Regions from separate parts of the Mus musculus genome. Here region 2 is linked to region 1. A link is a contact called in public HiChIP or PLAC-seq data. All regions are on one chromosome and are shown on one strand. Each heading gives the region's core, a stretch centred on a gene start, on an enhancer-like site or on the middle of the called end of the contact. The rest is flanking DNA. Distances are from core to core; before and after follow the strand shown.

Evidence for each region. HiChIP or PLAC-seq counts read pairs in DNA pulled down with a chosen protein or histone mark.
Region 2: an H3K27ac HiChIP or PLAC-seq map of large pre-B cells shows a contact between it and region 1, with 2.3 times the contacts expected there. The contact joins two enhancer-like sites. A contact is called at or near these places in 1 of 115 datasets of contacts at active chromatin or transcription factors (large pre-B cells) and 1 of 9 other capture datasets (liver).

Annotation. Positions count from the first base shown.
Region 1 is chr2:93,128,376-93,136,234 of GRCm38.p6, forward strand. No RefSeq gene overlaps it. Among named protein-coding and RNA genes, the nearest start is that of Gm32627, 12 kb to the right of the region's middle. Within about 2 kb of position 4,021, at least 107 of the 459 cell types and tissues checked have an H3K27ac peak or open chromatin away from gene starts, as enhancers often do.
Region 2 is chr2:93,423,444-93,431,302 of GRCm38.p6, forward strand. It overlaps Cd82 (CD82 antigen), which reads right to left. Exons shown (of 10, transcript NM_007656.5): 5 at 6,688-6,812; 6 at 6,502-6,576. Among named protein-coding and RNA genes, the nearest start is that of Mir7001, 5.4 kb to the left of the region's middle. Within about 2 kb of position 4,143, at least 71 of the 459 cell types and tissues checked have an H3K27ac peak or open chromatin away from gene starts, as enhancers often do.

The sequences.
Region 1 (7,859 bases), core at 2,771-5,270:
TGACCCATTCTGCTTCCACGGTCATGGTAGACACAAAGAGAAAGGACCCTTGTTGGGAGGTCTGTTGCTGTCTGCTCCCAGGCTGCCCCACTGATAAGTCTGGCAGCTGACTTGGGCCTCAGTTTACCTCTAGGTATCCTTTCCAGAGTGTTTGCTCCAGTTTCTCCACGTGACAACTTGAATCTGGATCCAACAGTCATAGAGAAAACAATCGTTCGATATCACGTCTATCATAGCCCCTTGGCCAAGTTACAAGTTCACACCCAGATCAAGAGGTCCCTGAAGAGATTTCCCTCTGGGTAGGAGACTGCAGGGAGGTCACACTTAATCCACAGTGCTCTAGTGTCCGCAGCCACAACCGGTACATGTAGTCACGCCTCAGATAGACCCACAGCCTCCCTGAGTCTTGGCATTAGAGTCCACAACCCTGTAAGGTACCCTGGAGACAGACCCTTTCCTCTACATCCTTCTCCTCCACAGAGGAGGTATGCAGGGCTGGCGGCAGATACCTCTTGGCTTGTCCCCTGAGAAGGACCTGTGTGTCATCACTTTACAGACAGGGAAACTTGAGAAACTGAGTGGCTCTGGGTTCCCTGGAGGACTCCTGCAGGGACCAGGTAAGAGTCAGGCTGAAGGAGTCCTAGACCAGAGTGCTGCCTCAGACTCAGGGTAAAGCATATGCCGAGGGCAACCAGAGCCCTGATCTTCTCATGGATAACTCTCCCCCTCCCCCTCCCCCTCTGCCTCTTCCTCCTCCTTCCTCCAGTCTTACCCTGAGAACAACACTGCCCTGGAGACCACAGCAGAGAAAAGATTCCAGACCTCTAAGTCCTGGATCAGAGACCAATCCTCCAGCCCTGTGTTCCCCAGCCCATGGGACTCAAGAGTCGTTGCTTCCTTGATGCTGTGCCATCTACCTGTTTGTTTGCACTTGAGCAGATGGCTACGAGGAAGGTCCCTGAAGGGACAAGCACGTGAGTGAGTGCAAAATCAGTGAAAGAGGAGGTCCTGTGTCTGTGGCCTCCTGTTATTTGAAGCCTTTTTAGCTTCAAATAAGACACTGGAGACAATACTACAGGGAACCGGATTAAACCAGTCTAAGCTAGAGTTCCCCATTTCTAGGTGACCTAGTGTAACCTATCTCTGTCTCTGTCTCTCTTCCAGTAGTTTTTATTTAATGTGCATTGCTGCCATGTATGTCTGTGTGAGGATGTCTGAAGCCCTGGAACTGGAGTTATAGACAGTTGTGAGCTGCCATGTGGGTGCTGAGATTCGAACCCTAGGTCATCTGGAAGAGAAGCCAGTGCTCTTAACTGTTGCACCATCTCTCCAGCCCCGTGTTGTCTCATTATAATGCTCAGTTCTCTGCCCAGTCTTCGAGCATGGCATGTATGAAGAAGCATGATTTCATGCCAAGCATCACATACAGCTGTCTGCTGGCCTCTATGCAATACCACAAGGAGTATGAGGAGTCTTCTATAGAAGCCCCTTGTCCCCTCCACTCTGGGAACCATCCTTGCCGCATGCAATCATTTGTCTTTCATTTTTCCTTTTAGTTTGGGCCCATTGGCTCTGCCTGGACCATGGTCTGAGCCCACTGAGTCCTTGAAGTGGTTTGTATGAGAATGTTCCCCTTGGGCTCTGGCATTTGAAAAATGGATTCCCAGTTTGTGAAGGTCTAGGAGGTTCAGCATTGCTGGAGGAAGTGCATCATTAGGAGTGGACTTAAGAGGGTTCAAAGCCTCTCCCATGCCCAATATACTCACTCACTCTGTCTATCTATCTATCTATCTATCTATCTATCTATCTATCTATCTATCTGCTTCATGCTGTGGTTCAAGTTGTGAGCTACTGCCTGCTGCCTCTGCCCTGCCATTATGGATTTTAACCCTCTGAGACTGTAAGCCAAAACAAACTCTTTCTTCTACAAGTTCTATAGTGTTTATTCCAGCAACAACAACAAAAAAAAGCAATGCAGTGCCCCCCTGCATGCCTCCAGGGACATTGCAGACAGCAAGCCCCAGCCTCAGAGCCAAGCAACTCCGTGCATTCCTTCTTGGCATGGTCACCATCCTTCCCTGGTGTTAAGGACATCTGCCCACTCGGAATCTTCTTCCTCTATGGTCTCACATACCTTCACTGATTTCTTAGGCTTACAAAATTGGAGCCAGGCGGTGGTAGCCATGCCTTTAGTCCTAGCACTCAGGAGACAGGGGCAGGTGAATCTCTGAATTCAACACCAGTCTGAGGGAGAGGGAGAGGGAGAGGGAGAGGGAGAGGGAGAGGGAGAGGGAGAGGGAGAGGGAGAGGGAGAGGGAGAGGGAGAGGGAGAGGGAGAGGGAGAGGGGAGAGGGGAGAGGGAGAGGGAGAGAAATGTGTTGGGGAGAATTCTGGATTTTATACCTGTTGTCCACTCCCCGTTGAAATTGAACATGGCCATGCCTCTCCAGAGAAGTAGGGTTGATCCATTCCCACAGCAGGACTCCATCTTATAGGATACTGTAGCTCTGGCATATAAGATATTGGAGGTGGGTGGGAGAGTGTTCACTGAAGGACCACAGTATGAGCCACTCACAAAAGCCGCCTTTCTCCTGGAGCGTATCAAACATCTGGTTGAAAGATACAGAATATGCTTCCAAGAAAACCCATTGGAACTCAGACTTTCAAGGTGGTGCAAGATAGCCTTGAAATCTTGGATGTCTCAAGTTGCCTCTCAAGTGTTGGAATTAAAGGTTTGCACCAGTTTATGCTATGCTGGGGATGCCACCCAGGGCTCCCCACATTAGGCAAGTGCTCTATGGGTTGCATTGTCTCCCTAGCCTGCTGGTCAACCTTCAGTGTGTCAGGAAGCTAGACCTGGGATCCCCAGCTAGGAGGCTCTGTTCTCTCCTATTCCACTCAATGCTGGGACTTACATAATTCAGAATGTTTTTCACAGACATCCAAGCTCAACCGTCCCTTCTAAAGCCCTTCCTGGAAGTTTTAGCTATGAGAGAAGTTCGGCGTCACACAGTGAAGAAAGGCATCCGTGTCTCAGTGATGACTCCGTGGCTGGGTGGCTTCCTGCAGCTGCAGGCTCCACACCTGCTTCCACGAGGTTTCCTCAATGTCAGGAATACACCACCATCTCCTTCCTCCTCTCTTGCCCATTTGGGTAGGGCCGTGTGGACTGTTTCCCATCTATCTCCTCATGAGCTATAGAGCCGTATAACATTGGCCAATGGCTCTTTAGTCGAAGTTCAAACCCACACCAAGGCATTTCCATCCTGGCTGGTCCCTATCAGCTGTGACATCTGAGATAAATTACTTAACCTCTCTGGGTTATCATTCTTTTTATACAAAATGGCAAGGGACCATTTTGTATGGAGGTTTTCACCTCTCTCTCCCTCCCTCCCCCCCCCCCTCTCTCCCTCCCTCCCTCCATTCCTTCCTTCCTTCCTCTCTCTTTGCTTTTGTTTTTCTTTATTTCAAGAAAGGGTTTCTCTGTGTCTCTCTAGTTGACCTGGAAGTCATTCTATAAATCAGGCTGGGCTTGAAGTTGGGTATCTGCCTGTTTCTGCCTCCTGACTGCTAGGATTAAGGGCATGGGACACTACACTCAGCTGAGGTTTGACTTTCAACCCACAGATGAAACATCTGTGCTGAGAGGAAGACAATGAGGCCTGGAACATATGAGGCTATTTCCTGCTCCAAGCCACACAATTTGAATTCAGTCAGGGGTCACTAGAATTTAAGTTCAGATTAATATGATCCCGAATCCACCATTTTCTCCTTTTTTCTTTCTTCCGTTCCCTATTTATTCACCAGCTACACTCCAACTGAAGATCTGGCAGGCTCAGCTTTATGACCCTGGTGTGCCTCCTGCTTTTCCTCCTGATGAGTCCCGAAACCCTCTGGGGTGGCTGCCAACAGAGTGGGTTGGGCTCTGCCCAGATGTCGCTCTGCCAGGACATGATGAAGGCTGGCTTCCTTTGCCGACAGTGATTGGCAGGTGTTTATTTCCTTTTAAGAAGCTAACAGCTGTGGTGTGTTTATGGTTTAATTTTTGTTTTCGTTTTCTCTTCCACCGCTACGCAGAGGGTAGAGAGAAGCACAGCTCTGCCTGGACACCTGCTCCCTCTGCCCTGGAGATGGACCTCTCCCAGGGGCAGAAGTCTGGGCCTTTGCAGAGGTTCACAGGGCAGGGCTGTCTGGGCAAGCCTACTGTGTGCTCCTTGACTCCGATTCTTACTGAAGATCAACTGATGACTGTCTTAGCTGTCCCAGGAGGCTCAGCTCATAGAAAACTAGGAGGTTTCTATGCTCAGGGCCTGGGGACAGGTGACCATTATAATGCTTCCCTGTGCAAGGTGTGGCTTCAGGGACAGTGTATTCTCTTACTGTGATTTGTTTGTTGTGTTATTTACGTTGTGTGTATGTGTACACAGTGTCAGCTCCCATCCGTACATATGTGGATCCAGAGGAGAATGGGGTGGCTTACTTTACTGTGTTCCACTAATATAATAATATCTATTATTCCCTTAAGACTGAACCTGGAACAAGGCAGACAACCAGTAAATCCAAGCCATCCTCCTGTCTCCATCCCATAACACTGGAGTTGTGGGGCCCACAGCCACACCCAGCTTTTAACGTGGGTGCTGGGATTCGATCTGAGTGCTGACCCATTCCCTGGCCCCTGATAGTCACTGATACATTTGGGCACTACTGAAGCTCAAACCAAGTGCTCCCTGCCTGCTATGCAAGTGCTCTCTCTACCAGTGGGCAACTCGGCAGCCTTTTATGTATCTTTTGAATGTGAAATGGTTTAAGACTTGGTTTCAATGGTTTAACAGTTGCAACAACAACCCTGAGAATCTCCACACAGATACCTTCACCCAGATGCCCCGCACAGATGCTGACAGTGACCTTGTTGGAATCAGATCTGCCCTAGGAAAAATTGAGATTCAAGCTTTATTCTGGTTTTCTCCAGCTCCTGCAATCCCATTTTTCATTTTCAGTTTTTACCATGTCCCCCAGTGCTGACTCAAGGCACTCCAGTCTCCAACCCGCGCCTGGCTCTTCCTTCTGTCTTTACCTTCTCAGTGTCTACTCTTACCCCGTGTTCGCTGTCACGTATGACACATTTCCATTTCAGACTGCGCCTGCCTGAGTTGCAGTTCTCAGTAGGGGACCTCTCCTTTTCTTCCCTCTGACCTCCCTTCCTCTGTCCTCTCTTTTGAGATTTGGGTGAGATGATTAGCCTTTGCTGTGGTGACCACTGTTTATTTTATTTTTGTTTGCGGTACTTCTCTGCTCTCGGACCGTTCATTTTCTAACCTCAAACTTCCCCAGTTGGCTCAAACTGGTCTTGGTATTTTAATTCATACCAGCCTTTCTCCAGTTCACCATCATAAGAGACATCCTCTTGAGACCTGCCTGAACTTGTAGGCAGATGACCTCATTGTGTGAGGAACCTTCTGCCAGCCCCTAGCTGCATGTCCTGTTTCCCTGATCCATAGATATATTTATGGTTCACTCTCTCATTCGAGTGGAGGGCATCCTCCAGTAGTTGTTTTTTTCTTTTTTTTTTTTTTAAAGGCAGCTGGAGGCAAATTTCTTGATATTTTGAATGTCTAGAGGTATATTCTCTCTCTCTCTCTCTCTCTCTCTCTCTCTCTCTCTCTCTCTCTCTCTCTCTCTGTGCTGTTGGTTCCTCTGGGACCTTAAGGACAGTTTTCAGTCGTGTTGTCATTCATAAGCCTGCTGCTGAGAAGCTCGAAGCTGCCCTGAGGCTCTCTTTAACTCTTTGGATGACAACATCCTCCATGCATCACAAGCACTACCATGCATTCCATGTGCCCCAAGCCTCTCTGCTGCTGCTCTGTGGTGGGAACCTGCCTTCACTGCCCTTGCCGAACCTTTCTAGGGTCCTTTCAGCCATAAGAGCCACATCTTTCCCTTGAGAAGTTCTCCTTGACTATTTTACTGACATTTCTTCCCCACATCCCCCATCATTTTTCATAGCATCCTTGTCTACTATGAGCTTTCTTTGTAGGGTTTGGGGAATTATGACCTATCGATGATCATATGGTGATCTCAAGTGTGCCCTGTCTACCTTCCTGGTTCTGTCCACCTCTAGGACTTCATATTTGTGTCACCCAGGGCCCTTCACCATCCTCTGGTCACCTGGCAGCTACCCCAAAGGGTGGTAAAGCCAGAGCCAAGCGTGGTAGCAGTGTGGTGTCCTTAGCTCTGTCTTCTTGATAATTGTTCCTGAAAGGATGCATACTTGCCCTGGAGGGAAGGCAGCTGATGCCAGCCTCCTATGCTAGACCACAGGTTCACTCTGCCTCCCTCCATCTCTCCTTATGCCTGGAGACCTTTAAGGTTACACCAGAGGTTAACTTAGAATTGGGAGTGGGCTGCATCTCATGGGCTGGGTTTCATACTGAATAAAAAGGAGGAAGAGGGCTAAGAACATGCATCTTTCTCTGCTTCTAGGCTACATGGGGTGACTAACCACCCCATGTCCAGCTACAGTGACTTCCCCAACAAGGTCGGACTGTTCCTTTGAACTGTGAGCCAAAATCGCCCCTTCCTTCTCGAGGTTGCCTTCCTCGGGCATTTGCCACTGCAATAAGGAAAGTGGTTAATATAGTCGCCTGCCAGAAAAGACTCTGCAGTGTCAGAGCACTAATCTGTATTGTAATTATATTCTTCTACACTTATCTTACTAATAACTGTCTACTGATAGTGCTGCCGAGTCTTGTATTTCTGGAGATGATGTACAGAGAGGTACAAGATACAGCCACAGAAAAACTGAAATAATTTAAAAAGCAGCCTTCAGTTTTATGCTGGATGCATACATGAGGTCAGAAGGCAACCTGCAAGGGTTGGTTCTCTCCTTCTAAGCTGTGGGTCCCAGGGGTAGAGCCCAAACTGTCAGGCTTGATGGCAGGCCCCTTCACACACCGACTCATCCTGTCTGCCCCAAACCACACTTTCAATGTGCTAATCAAAAACAGTAGGATCAAAAGGCCTCAGAGCTCTGAAAGGAAGCCAGAGCTGGAAAGGTCTCTGGTCTAGGGAGGGGCTGCCTTGCAAGGTCAACGGGAAATCACTTTAGCCTTGAGTGGAGTGCGATAGGCAGGGCAAACTAGAGTTTGGAAGACAGGAAGTCAGGGAAGCCAGCAGTGTGGAGATGCTCTGACGCAGGAGGAGGTAGTGTTGTCGTTCAACTTCCCACCGGCCCCACCTAAGGTCTCCTAGAAGGCAGAGATGTTAGAAACAGATGGAAATGAAGAAGGCCATGATGGTCTCACACATTCTCATACTGACTGTCTTGCTGAAGCGGCTGACCTTAGATAATAATAAAACCGATCTGAAACTGGAGCTCAAGACTGACAAGAGAAGACAGAGGCTGCCAAGGGAAGCTGATTACAGGTCATTTCAGCTCTCAATTCCAGCTGTACTGCACGTGAAGAGAAACACAGCACCCAGCTTCTCTATCTGCCTACCAGGCAGCGGGAGGGTCAGAGTCTATAGCAAACAAAGCACAAAATAAAGGGGAAGCTGTAGTATTTCCACCGCATTTTTTCCATACACACACTCAAAAATATAATGGAAGGAGACAGTAGAAGACCCCAGAAGCCAACTGAGAAAATGTGACTCATGACTAAGAGCTAATGCAGATAATGGGAGCAGACATGAAGCCTTCTCTGTGTATGAATATTTACGAGGAGAACTTAGAGGACAAAAATAGATGGTGTGTGTGCAGAAGTGGTGTTTCAGGGTTATCAAGGGAAACCTTGAAAAGTAACAAAATGACAGTTCTAGAAATAAAAATTAAAATCTCGGAACTGAAAACATGGCAGGTGAGC
Region 2 (7,859 bases), core at 2,893-5,392, 300 kb after region 1:
ACAGAGAAAAAGTTTGGAGCTGTGACGAAAGGATGGACCATCTAGAGACTGCCATATCCAGGGATCCACCCCATAATCAGCTTCCAAACGCTGACACCATTGCATACACTAGCACGATTTTGCTGAAAGGACCCAGATATAGCTGACTCTTGTGAGACTATGCCAGTGCCTGGCAAACACAGAAGTGGATGCTCACAGTCAGCTAATGGATGGATCACAGGGCTCCCAATGGAGGAGCTAGAGAAAGTACCCAAGGAGCTAAAGGGATCTGCAACCCTATAGGTGGAACAACATTATGAACTAACCAGTACCCTGGAGCTCTGGACTCCAGCTTCATATGTATCAAAAGATGGCCTAGTCGGCCATCACTGGAAAGAGAGGCCCAGTGGACACACAAACTTTATATGCCCCAGTACAGGGGAACGCCAGGGCCAAAAAAATGGGAATGGGTGGGTAGGGAAGTGGGGGGAGGGTATGGGGGACTTTTGGGATAGCATTGGAAATGTAATTGAGGAAAATATGTAATAAAAAATATTTTAAAAAAAAGAATCCTCATAGGCTAGGGTGTGGCTCAGTTGGTACAGAACTTCCCCAGGTCAACTTGGGGTCAGTCTCTAGCACTGCATACACTAGGCATGGTGGCACACACCTGCAATCCAGTACCTCTCAACTCAGCAGGTGGAGGAGGGTGAAAAGTTCAATGTCATCTTTGACTATCTAGGCATCACGAGACCCTGACTGAAAAACAAACCCAAAACACCCAAGCCAACAAAAACCAAGAAAAGATAAAGCAAAGAAAAGAAATCGTAGAATTCTACAGCTTCCAGATCTTTCCAATCTACAGCTCAGCAGTGGCTGACTTTCACAGAAAGCCCCTACCGAGATCTTTCAACTGACCCTTCCACCTGACCTGTGGCCCAGGGACTGGCCCTGTTCCCCCACCACAGGCCTAGAGAAACTTGTGAACTTAGGCAAGCCACACAACCATGTGCAAGAACTGAAGTTTGGACTTGAGCTTGTCTGCTCAAAGAACCCAGACCGACATCCATCTGCAACGCTCCGGCTGCGTTCAACCACATGCCAGAGACGCTCCTGTGGTTTGCGCACCCCACAAATGGGCTGTCTGCCTGCAGGTCTTGAGTCTGGCTGTCCTGACCATCTGGGCCTAGCTTCTAGTCTCTAGTAAGCAGGTAATCCCCAGGCCTAGACACATCTCCCCATTACTTCCACATCCGCCCCTGTTAGTAGGTCCCCCTTTTGTAGCCACAGGGTTCTGTATTTTCCCAGTGTGGTTGTCATGGCAGCCGGACTTCCCTACCTCCTCCACAACCCTGCTACAGATGCCAACAGGTGATAGAGGCCCTGGGTGATTTCCACCAGGGTGGGTGATTTCCATGGAAATCACTCAGCATCCTGTAATCCAGGATGTGGCTAACACAGCTAGAGTCAGAGCCCCAGACTGCTACCTGGTACTGTACAGCCATGTATGGGGGCCTCTGTGTTAGTGCAGTGGGTTGACAAGCTCCCTAAGAGACAAGCCACCTTAGGGGGAAAACCAACAGAGGAGTGGAGCTGAATTCGGTCAGAGCTTTAGAGACTGAGATTCATGACTGATTAGGAGTCTCTTTGTCCCCTTGGTCGGTCCCTGGGATGGTGTCAACCCCTCTACCCTCCCGAACTTGCCAAATTATCCTTCCTTAGAGACCTCAAAGGGCAATGTCCCTGGCTCATATCTTCCCAGGGCATCAGACCAACCACAAGCCATCTAAGAGTCAGAGCCCATATGACTCCACAGGTTCCCCACATCTTAGGAGAGCAAGCCTCCTGGTCACACAGCCAGCCAGTCAGCAGCAGATTCCAGAATCCAGATCTGTGCAGTTGCCAGGGTCCTGGAGGCCTCCTCCTGCTCTGTCCCCACCTCACCAGAGACTGTCTTCCCCAAAAGCCTACACTGTTATTTTCCATGGCTGAGTGCTGTTTCAGAGTGTGAGTGGCCCAGGACCTTCAAGGGCAACACTGCACCCAACTTAAGACTTTCCCACACTTTCCTGTCCTCTGCTTAGATGCTTCCTGTCATGGGGAGTGTAGAACCCCACAAAAGCATGCCACAGAGTGGAGTCTCTCAACTGTCTCACTGGCATTGGTCCCCTGAAGTCCAAGCTTGAACTATGCAGGAGCAATTGAGTCCTTTCCTGGGCCAAAGATTGCTGATGCCCTCTGCCCGCCTTCCCGAGGTCCTTCTGTAGGTTCTGCAGGACATGCACAGTCAGAACAGTGTCAGAACAGCCAAGCCCTGCTCCCATTCACGATGCTGCCTCTGATCCTCTCAGAGCTTTCTAGAAATGAGGCCCTCTGCTTGGGGCCATGGGCAGGGCATTTCACCTCTCATCTCCACCCCAAGTGATTCTAGAAGCCCACTGCTCCACAGTCTGCAGGAGTGTGTCATGCACCCAGCCACCACAGGCTGACAGTAAGTTTGTATCCCTATGCAGAGCACAGGGGCTCTAGGACTCTTGGCTCCCTGGTGAGTCTCCACCCACATTTCTATGACCCTGGGCAACCAACAGCCAGCTGCTTTCTCCGTTCACAGCTGGGAAGAAAGGGCCATCTGTCCTAGGACTGAGACATTCCCTCCCAGAAGAGCAGACCATTCACAGGGAAGGTTTTGTCTCTGGGAACCTGGCCTACCACCTCTGCCACATACGACTGAGCACACTCGTGACTTCAGGCTTTCTGGAGTTGGGAGGGGTCCGGCTCCCTTAACACCATCTTTGGAGCAATGTGCCCTCACCCTACCCCCACACGAAGCCCTTCTGCTTCAGGTTGTAGCTCCAGGCCCTGCACTCCAACCCAATCCAGGTTCTTAATACTTCTGTATCTGTTAATGGGAAGCTATCACTTGGCTGTCATTTGGCAGCCAAACCAGCCTGTCAACAGGGAAGCAGGAGACCTCATTTCTTTCCTGGCCCCTCGCTCTCTGCTGCCTTAGGAAGTATCAGCAGAATCCTTCCTAGACATCTACACAGCTCAGAGGGTGTGCATAACTTCACCCAGGCCACACAGCAGCCAACACAAGAGCTTACCAAGGAGCAGGACCCCAGAATGTCAGACCTGGTCTCTGCTCCCACACTGGCTGGGTGACTGCAGCCAGCAGCCCATAGATGAAGCCCCTGTGACTTCACCCTGAGTCCTGCTCACTCAGCCTGGCCTATCTTAACACTGGCCACGGTGGGTGCAGCTACCCACCATGCTTACCTGTTCGCCCAGGTCCAGCAAAGTCTCCACAGCAGTGATGCCACGATGCCTGCTGACCAGCCAAGGGCCCTGGGCCTCGCAGCCTCTACCCTACCACTCTCCACCCGGCAGTGGGAGGAGGCCTTTGGGGGTTCTGACCCCTAGAAGCATTCAGATCTTACAAAGGGACTGGGAAGGCTGTGGATGTGGCTTGGTGAATCAGTGCTTTCCTGACACCCAAAAACCCCTTATTCCAACTGAATAAAACTTGGGGTGGGGGTTGGGAAATGAGGGGTGGTAATAGCTGTACTCCTAGCACTTGGGAGGGGCGGTATGGAGTATCCTAAGTTCCAGATCATCCTTGGTGACATCATAACTCCAAGGCCAGCCTGGAGTACATGAAACCTAGTCTCAGAACAACCAGAAAAGGTTGGTGACATCACAGCCCAGAAGGGTCTGGGGTGTGATTATACGCACTGACTTCCCCAGGGACACTGTCTGTGGGGCACAGGGGGCCTGATGTCTTGCTTGTAGCCTACACTGTCACTGAATGGCTGCAGCTGCTGTCTCAGAGGACATTTCTGCCACAGAAACCCACAAGGGAGAGAGGTCTGAAGCATCACTCCAGAAGAGGAAGCTGAGGCAGAAAGAGGCTGCCTGCCCCGGGCCTCAGAACCAATGCTGAGTGGGCCTTTGACGATCCGCCAGCCATCTTTTAGAAGGCCTCTTCCTCTGCCCTGAGAAATCCTGCCCGCCCCTGCCCCACTCCAAGCTGCACAGGAATAAACACCAGCAAGGGGTGTTTAGTCTCCTGCTGTGATTTACAAAGTGGCTGGGGGGGGTATGCTCCTTCCAATTCAGGGGTGAAGGTGCAGAATCTCACCCACCACAGGGGATTCCCCATTCTGTGCAGGAAGGAGTGGGGTGTGGAGCCTGAGGTAGTAGGGTGGCAGAGGAAGCCCCGTGGGGCACACAGCATTGCAAAGAGGCCGACTCTCCAGCCAGTCCTGAGGCACCCAGAGGCTGGACTCCTGAGCTTCTACCACAGATGAGCAGCAGCAAGCAGAACGTCCGTGGGGAAGTCGCTCTGAGGCTGCTCTGAGTGTGTGACTGTGGCCAAAGTCACTTGGCTCTTGTGAGTTTGTTTCTTGAGTGGAAAAATGTAAATCTCAAACAGGTTATGTTCAAGCTTGGCCCCTGATATGGGGTTGAAGTCAATTCAGAGGGTGCCGCTGCCCTCACCAAGGGATGGCGGCTCCACTAGGGGTGGGGGCGGGGTGACTCAGACCCCCTGCGAAGGCCACCAGCTTCCTACCTAATGACATTGCCAGGTACCCTGACTCAGTCCCCAGAAAAGTCACCAGGGAGAAATGAGTACCTGACCCTATACGGGGCTAGGTAAGGAGTTTCCCTCCCCTAACCACAGGCTTCCTGCCGACATCCAGGCGAGTTTCCTTTCATCTACCATTTCCTCTCTCGCCTTGGCCACCTGGAGGCTCAGGCTCAGGTCAGCCCTCAGCTGTCAGGGTTCAGCTGTCATGGCCACCCTGCTCCTGGCACAGGCTCTCTTCTCATTTGGATTGCAGCTGCCCTATGCTCTCGTGCTGGGAGCCAGCCCAGCTCACCTGGAGAACAGGCTGGGTGTGCATTACAAACCAAAGCCTCAGGCAAGGAACCACTACAGCGAACGAACGTCTTATCAGCATGACCACTAAGCCAGGATGCCTGGGTTCCCATTCTGCCTCTGCTGCTCATTGGCTGTGTGAACACGAGTAAGCTGTTCAACCTCTCTGTGCTTCAGCGCCCACATCAGAAAATGAGACTCCTCCCCTCTCCCATCTCCGGCATGGTTTCAAGAAATGGCCAGACTCGGTGTGTGACTAGCACAGCTCTAGGCTCCTCAGTTCTTCCGAGGGCTAGCTAATGTTGGACCAAAGTTCTCAGCTTCCAAGAGGGACCTATGGCTACACGGCAAGTCCTTGCCCCATGCTGCACAGCAGGATGGGAGAGAGGCCCCAAGGCTCAGCTGGTTCCCAGTGGGGTCTCTGAGGGCAGCAGGGGAGCCTGGGGCTCCCTGATTCCTCCACCAGCAAGATGAAGGCCTGGGTATGATCCTGCCTCTCACATGACCCAGCTGGTGACAGGGTGAGCACGGAGCTTGGTCTGTGGCCTGTGTGGACCCAACAACAGAGACGCTGGGGTCCAGGTGACAGTGACCGATGCTCTTCCTCAGCATCTACTTCTTCAGACATGCTGGCACACGCCTCTAATCCCAGCACTCAGGAAGCAGAGGCAGGTGGATCTCTGAGTTCTCGGCCAGCCAGGGCTACATAATGAGCCTGTCTCAATAACTAGCATTTGCTTTCCCCTGTCCACAGGGGACTCACCCTACAAGGCTAGTCTGCATGAAGCTTCTAGACGGTGCCGGTACACACCGGAGGTCCTCAGACCTGAGCTGTGGGCAGTCATAATTCCCAATAACAAGTCTGAAGGCTCCATGCTAAACTCTCTCAAGCACCCTCCTGATCCAGGGGAAAGCTATCTGCGACAAGTGATGGCCCTGGCTGGCATTGCCCCCGCTTCTGGCCACAGCAGTGCAAATGGTGTGCCTGGTGCTGTGGCAGCCATCCTGTGACCATGAGATGCCATGCTACGGACATTTGATCCCAGTGTGAGGGCTCCAGTCTCCCAGCTGCTAAAGGAGACTTGTCTCGGAAACAGCAGCAGCAGAAGACATCCTTTGGCCTTAAGCTGCAGCAAGTCTGACTTTCCACCCTGAGAGAACATCTGCATCATCAGATTCCGCCCTGGGCTCATCTGTGGCACACTAGTAGCATTTGACACACACTCAAGAGCTTTAATGACAAAAAATGCCTCAAGTGGATCAGCTGCTCACCTAGCAATGCACTGGTGGGTCCCAGAGTCCTCGTTTACCGAGGGTAAGGCAGGTTCAGAGAGGGAAGGGGTCAGTCTAAGGCCACACAGCAATCCGAGTTCCATCTCAAGCTCTAGCCCTCTCTCTATTGGTCCCATTTTCAATTACAAGTGCCACAAGGGTCACCCCCTCCCCCAGGGGCAGAGGGCTACCCTGCCTGCCCCTCACTAGGGAGGACAACTCTGGCCAGCCACTTTCACCACCTTGGACACATTGGTGTCCTTGTACAGGGGGCTTTCCATGACCTCCTGGGCCACCTGTGACAACCAAGTGGATTCCTGCCAAAGGAACCTGTCTCAGCAGCCCTCACCTGCAGGAGAAAGGGTGCTTACCTTGTCAGCGTTGAAGTAGAAGAGGACCCCTACGGTCACCTGTGCGATGAGGATCAGCAGAAGGAAGACAAAGTACTGGGGACAAAGGCACAGAGTCAGCTATGTCCCATGGGTATCTGCCCCATCCCAGGAAGAACTCCCTACCCTGGGGACCTGGGCCAGCACAGGTTCAGGGCCCTGACTCACCAGACCCAGCAAGCAGCGGACCTCATTGACAGCACCGATACAGCCCAGGAAGCCCATCACTATGGTGATGGCGCCCACACCGATGAAGACGTAAGCCCCCACCTGCAGCGAGCTGGATGAGGTTTCTAAAGGAGAAGGGCAAACACCTAGTGAGCCATGAACCACAGGGCAAAGGCAGTCTGGGTCCAGGTCGACTGTCTGGCTCCCCACGGCTGGGGTTGGGGCAGCCATGTTCCTACCCTCACCCGTCCTGGTGTTCCATTCCCGTGCAGCCACGAGTTCTTATTACTCCTTTTGTTCTCAGCACCTCTAATCTGATTTTCCCTGAGATTGAGTGCAGGAGGGTGGGGCCGGGTTGAATTTCCTAGGGGACCCTGCAAGCCAGGCCTGGGTCAGGAGGCAGACGCCACACAGGTTCTGTTGAGGACCCTGAAGATCTACAGGTGCCCATGCTGGCCAGGACATGGGCTGGGGTGAGGCTGTAGCGTGAGAAAACATCAGCTAGTGCAGGGTCTGGCTTGCTTTTAGGAAGCAGAAGCTACAGTGGGTACAAAGGCGAGAGAGGGAGGAAGGTCTGGAAGGCTGGGCCTGTGGGGGAAATGCGGACCCACAAGGGAATGGCTCTGGGGTGGGGGGGGATGGGCAGACCTCATAAGGGAAGGTGGGGGTCTGTGGTCAGAGGGTGAGGGCAACGGTAATAGAGGATTTTTTTGTTTTTGAGATGGAGTCTTTCTTCTGTAGCCCTGGCTATCCTGGAACACACCACGTAGACCAGGCCTGCCTCTGCTGGGATTAAAGGTGTGCCACATGCTCACCAAAACAGAGGGGACTCTTTGGTTTGTTTTCTGAGAGGTCTTAAAGCCTAGGCTAGCTTAACCTGATCGTTCTAGTGCTGGCACACGCTAGAACCTCACAGAGATCTCAGAGATCGGGGCCTTTGGGATTTGTTCCCCGGGATGGGGATGAGGCCAGCCAGGGCCAACTTGGGCCCTTCAGGTGGGGTGACATAGGCCTGCTTGCTCATTCCCACTGCTTGCTCACCAAGGTGGTGGCTCTGGGGTGGGGTGGGATGGGCTGTGTCTTTGAATAAACACAGAAGGGAAGTGGATGGCAGGAGGCCCTGTTCCAGAACTCAGGGAGACTCAGGCCTACAGTCCTTGCTGCCAAGCTCC